2 separate regions of the Capra hircus genome follow, and region 1 is linked to region 2. A link is a contact called in public Hi-C data. All regions are on one chromosome and are shown on one strand. The core of a region is the stretch at or near the end of the contact, and the rest is flanking DNA. Distances in the headings are between cores, read along the strand shown.

Region 1 (2,744 bases), core at 143-2,642, 190 kb before region 2:
CCGATCTTCAACCCTTCCTAGTCCTCGAGAACAAGTTACATCAAGGTCAGCGGCTGGACCCAGAGGACATATGTTATGGGGAGACAGGTGGGGGAACCCTGAGCCAGGGGAATGTGGAGGTAGGAGTCAGAGGCTCCTCCTGGAAAGCCACTCCTCCCCGGCCACCTTTAGGCCCCAGACAGAGAGGATGGCTCCCTTTTGTAAGGCCTCTCCCATGGTTGAAGCTGGTCAACCACGGTAAGCAGCAGCTTGGGGCTTGCCCACAAAGACATGCACTTTCCGGAGACATAAGAACCGTCCCTAAGCCCAGGAAAAGCGGCGAGTGTCCGAGGGCCTCTGCGGGGTCCCGCGGTTTCCCCAGGCCGGCAGCAGCGGTTCCCCGACCTGCGGCCAGAGGGCGCCCCGCTCCGGCGGCCCAGCCCCGCCTTTCTGCCTGGCGCCGCCGCCAGGGCCTGCAAAGCAATGGGTGCCCGGGCTCGCAGCCCTCTGAGAAGAGTTTGTGGGCTTGATGAGTTTACTTTACCAAGTATTCCCGAGTATGACCATGTGGGGAAGAAGGAGCCCTGTGGCTGTGTGTGGACACATGTAAACACAGACCCTGAAGCTGCCACAGGAGCCCTGCTGTGCCCTGCGGAGCGGCTGAAGGGGAAGCCGGCGGGCTCTCTTCGCTGCACTTCCTGGAACTTTCTCATCAATACCTTGCATTCCTCATGGACTAGAAATCGTTTAAAATGCAACCTGGTTTCTGTATATGTCACAGGCCGGTGAGGAGTATTTTCTGTGGGTGTGTGTACATGTGTAGGCATGTGTGTGTGATGTGGGTGTGTGTCTGTAAGTGTTGGGGGGTGGGGGGTGTGGTGCATGGTATGGTTACATGTCTGGGCACTGTGTATGCGTTGGGCGGGGTGGTGTGCATTTGTGTGTACGGTGTGGGTATGTGTCAGTGTGGTGTGTGGTATTTGTTGCTTGGGTGTTTCTGTGTGTGTGTGTGTGTGTGTGCACATGCTTTGCTTTTCTCTCTAGCACGTGGACCAGGTGCAAGCCCCAGTAGGGCCACATGTCCACTCTGGGGGTTTTCACAGGGTGAGGGTCAGCAACATATCAGGAGCAGACAAAGGGTTGGAGGGGAAGTCTGGGAACCCAAACGCTTTTCCTGTGAGAGTCTCTCAGTGCAGGCAGCTTCTGAAACTACAGAGTTTCCACAGTCCTCACAACTAGGACCTTCTCATCCTTGCACTGTTCTCAGATGAATTCCTCAAATGTTCTCAGCCAACGAGGGCAACAGGGAGCACAACTGCAGTTCGTCCCCACAAAGAACAGCCTGCCCCTTACATGACAGCCATGCAGGAGTCTCAGGGCCCCTGGGCTCTGCCCCGGCTCCCCTCATTCCGGAGCTGTAGGTTCAGAGCCAAGAAACTCAAGACCCAGAGCCTCATGAACGGCTGTGGATTATGAGGGAGGTAGGAGGGGGCGGGCAGCCAGCGATCCTCCACTGAACCATGAGGCCCCCTGAGCTCCACTTAACCCTGAACGCACCTCTTTAGTCCAGCCATGGTGAGACAGGCAGAGGTGCAGGGGCCTCCCTGGTGGGCCTGTGAGGACCTGCCCCACAGACATGAAGCACAGAAGAAGGCACCGAAGAGGCCTGGCCAAGGCCATCTGTGCAGCTAAACTGTGACTGGGGCAGAGTGGAGAAAAAAAAGACAGTGAGTGCTGCGTGCCGCTGTATTTCCCAAAGCTCGACAGTATCTCTCATCTCTGAGCTTTACTGCAACTGGCTTTGACTTTGTCTCATCAGGGTGCTGGTGGGGACCTATACCCCCTCCCTTGAATCTAGAGGACCGGTGACTTGCTTGTAATCAATGGAATGAAGTTGTGTGACTTCCAAGTGAAAGTGGCTCAGTCATGTCTGACTCTTTGTGACCCCATGGACTAGTCCATGGAATTCTCCAGGCCAGGATACTGGAGTGGGTAGCCTCTCCCTTCTCCAGGGGATCTTCCCAACCCAGGAATCGAACCCAGGTCTCTCTCATTGTAGGTGGATTCTTTACCAGCTGAGCCACGAGGGAAGTCCAAAAATACTGGAGTGGGTAGCCCTGCAACATTCAGTCAGAAAAGGAATGAAGCTGGGCATTCACCTCTGGGAACCTGAGCCCCAGGTAGGAGTCTGACTGTGGTGAAGCCACCATGTTGGGAGGAAGTTGAAGCCCCACAGAGATGCCATGTGTATGCTCTCTGACCAGCAGCCCCAGGTGAGGTCACGGTCAGAAACCAGCACCATGTGAAGGAAACAAGATGGCGGTTGCCTTCAGATGACTCCTGCTATCTGGTTACCTTCGGTTGTCACCTGAGGCTCTGAGGCCTCAGATGTTACAGGGTTGAGGCAAGCCAGTCTCCTGTGCCCTGTCCACATTCTGGACCAGAGAACTGTGAAGATAGGAAGCTGGATGTATGCTACGAAGTTGGGGTGACTTGTTATGCAACAACAGAAACTACACGAGTGGCCAAGGAAAGCGTCCTGAAAGCTGGGTTAACCACCCCCTTCCCCTTTCATGAATGCTGCCAGGAAGCGAGATGCCATTAGTCCTTTGGAGAGTTAGTCTCTCTTTAACAGATAATGACCCAGGCTCGGGGCCATGGGAGCTGCCTCCTACAGGGTAGCTTTACTGTGAGCCCTCACAGCCCAGGGAACCAAAGTCAGCAGACCCTGCCAGGCAGAAATGGCCTGCATCTTCCCAGGCTCA
Region 2 (2,700 bases), core at 168-2,667:
CTTTTCCTCCTCCTTTAGAGGAACGGAGCCCCAAATATGCTTTTCTCCTCACAACATCTAATGCCTGAAAATTTAGACCAGGACTACAGTTAAAAGCCGAAGTTATACAGGTGATGGTTATAAATTAAGAACAACCACCAGCTTGGCCTCTCTCAGTAATGACTGCTCTAAGAGTCCATTCCCAGCAGACCTCTCAGGTTGGTTTGCTCTGTGGTTGGATGAATACCAAATGTTATCTGTAGAGTAAGCATTTCTGTAGTTCACACAGATAAGGTTTCCATTAAATCTCTTTACTGAATCTATTAATACATCCCTCTTCTACCTCAAATTCATTCCAATATCATCTCTCTTTCACTCTTCTAAAGATTACTTTGGCTAATCCCTTTGTTAATCCTGAACATGATTCCAGCCACTTTTCTGACTCATATGGCCAACTAGGACCCAGATACCGGATAACACACACGTCACTAAACTGGGCTAGTTAACAACAAATCTACCATGAGCCAAGAACTGCTTTCCCAAAGGTTCTCTTTCCAATTACAAAAGTCTGGTGGGGTTGAGTGTGCAGCGTGTACCCCTTCCATTTACCAGAATGGTCCCAACAGTGAAAACTAAAAGTGGAAGGCCTCTGACCAAATTAACTTACACAGGCTCTAGTTCTGCAAGGCTAAAAGTGCAGGTTTCAGAGCCTCGAATAATAACCCCCGCTGCCACCACAATTACCATTATTGTGCTGAGTTTTCCGAACACTCTTATGGGTGTTTGGAAATGTTCCGTGGTGCTCATTCAACAAAGGAAAGGACTAGGACAAGAAAAGATGAAGCGCGGAGCAGAAAGTCCGCGTGAAGACTACACCCAGAGGGGCCACGCTGGTCCGCTGGACCCCAAAGCCCCTGCTTTTGAGCGCTGCGCTCGCTATACGGCCCCTGAGCCCGCTGCCAACGCCCGGCACGCCCCACGGGGCACAGCGGCCCCACGGAAACCCAGCGAGCGCCGGGTCTGGGAGGCAGGCAAAGGCGCGCGCCGCACGCGGGCCGCGGGGCAGCGCGCTCGGATGCTGGACGCCGCCCGGGAGCGGGGACTCACCTGAAGGCCGCCACCGCGCGGGTCTGCAGGTACTTCTGGGCGGTCATGACTCCCACGAAGAGAAAGTTCCTGTCGCGCGGGACGCCATCCTGGGCCTCGCTGTGGGGCCAGAGCCGCTGCCCGCGCGCATCCCCGCGCGCCCCGCCGGCCAGGGGCACCGCGGCCGCCTGCCCGGGCCGGCAAGCCTCGGGGCTGGCGCGGCGCCGCGGGCCCGCCCGCTTCAACTCGGAGGCGCGGGGCAGCACGAGCCGCGAGGCCAGCACGAAACCCAGCACAAGCCCGAGCAGCACGCTGAGCCAGGCGCGCCGGCCGCGCACGGCCATGCCCGCGCCGCTCCGCCCGCCGGGCCGCCGCCGCCGCCGCCGCTCCGCGCGCCCTCAGCCCGCCCGCCGAGGCCAGCCCGCCCTACGCGGCCCCGCCCGGGCAGCGCCGCGGCTGCGGCGGGCCCGCCGTGCCCATCGCGGAGCGCGGGCCGCCCGCAGGCCCCGCGCCGGCGCTCGGTCCCGCTCGCGCGCGCCCGCCCTCAGGGGCGCAGCATGCCCAGCGCGCGCCGGCCGCGGCCCCCCGCCCGCGCCCCGCGCCCCGCGCTCCCCGGCCGGCTCGGCTCCCCGCGCGGCGCCCCCCGGGCGCTCGGCTCCGCTGGCGCTGCGCGCGGCACGCTGATGTCCGTGGCCGGCGCCGGCGCGGCCGCTGCTCATCGTCCGGCTCCGCGCGCCATCGCCGCGGGGGCGCCGCACGTCACGCACGGCGCGCAGGGGGCGGTGCGCTGTGGCCCCGCTCGGGATCCGTCCGCGCCGCGCGATTGGCGCGGCAGTGAATGGGGGGCGGTTCACGTGGCGAAAGTTTGCCCGAAAAAGAAAGCCCAGCTCAGAGCCCCGCCCGCGCGGTCTGCGGCGGCCCCGGGCGGAGGGGGCGTGGGTCGGGCGCGGCGCCGCCTGGGGCCGGGAGCGAGGCGCCCGGCCGCCCGTTACCCGCCCCGCCGGGGCATCCCTGCTGCGGCGCGCGGCGCTGGCTCTAGGCCGTTCCGCCCGGCCTCCGGCTGCCGCGAGACGCTGCGCCAACGTGGATCTTATCAGGGATTTCTAAGAAGGGGCTTCTTGGTCCTCGAACAGTGCACTCGTGGAGGACGAGCCGCGCGTTCCTCCTGCACACACTGTCCTCAGACACACCCGCCTCCCCACGCCCAGCCCTCCAGCCGGGCGGACCTCTCCGGCCACCTTCCCTGCGTCCTCCCGATTCACACTGTATCTTTGTTCCCGCAGCTCTGTGGGTACGAGCGAGCATGTGTAGCATAAACAGCTCAGGAACCGTTTGAAACGTGCATGACTGCAGAATGAACCGTGAATTCAGCTACCTTGTTCTCTGCTACTGGTTTCCAAGCTAAAAACAGAAAGAAAAAGAAAGCTATACTCAGTGTCCAACCTTCTAACACTAGCAGCATTTAAAGGATGTTGAAGAAATGGTAGATGGTGTTAATACGCTTTTTCTTTACATTCTACGTAGAAACTCATCAGTTTCTCTAGTCTGAGTCTTTGTGTTTTAACATCATCCATCCATAGAAGTGCCATGGGTTTCTAAAAACAGTTTTTGAGAACCGGCTTCTCTATGATGGAT

What was found. A called contact is a pair of places that touch in the nucleus more often than the background predicts.
Region 1: a Hi-C map of blood shows a contact between it and region 2, with 2.4 times the contacts expected there. The contact joins the enhancer-like site here to the promoter of CHSY1 in region 2. A contact is called at or near these places in 4 of 5 Hi-C or Micro-C datasets (blood and liver).

What each region holds. Positions count from the first base shown.
Region 1 is chr21:4,700,994-4,703,737 of ARS1.2, reverse strand. No RefSeq gene overlaps it. Among named protein-coding and RNA genes, the nearest start is that of LRRK1, 160 kb to the left of the region's middle. Within about 2 kb of position 1,392, at least 2 of the 5 cell types and tissues checked have an H3K27ac peak or open chromatin away from gene starts, as enhancers often do.
Region 2 is chr21:4,511,213-4,513,912 of ARS1.2, reverse strand. It overlaps CHSY1 (chondroitin sulfate synthase 1), which reads right to left and starts at 1,417. Exons shown (of 3, transcript XM_018066428.1): 1 at 1,087-1,417. The coding sequence starts at 1,409.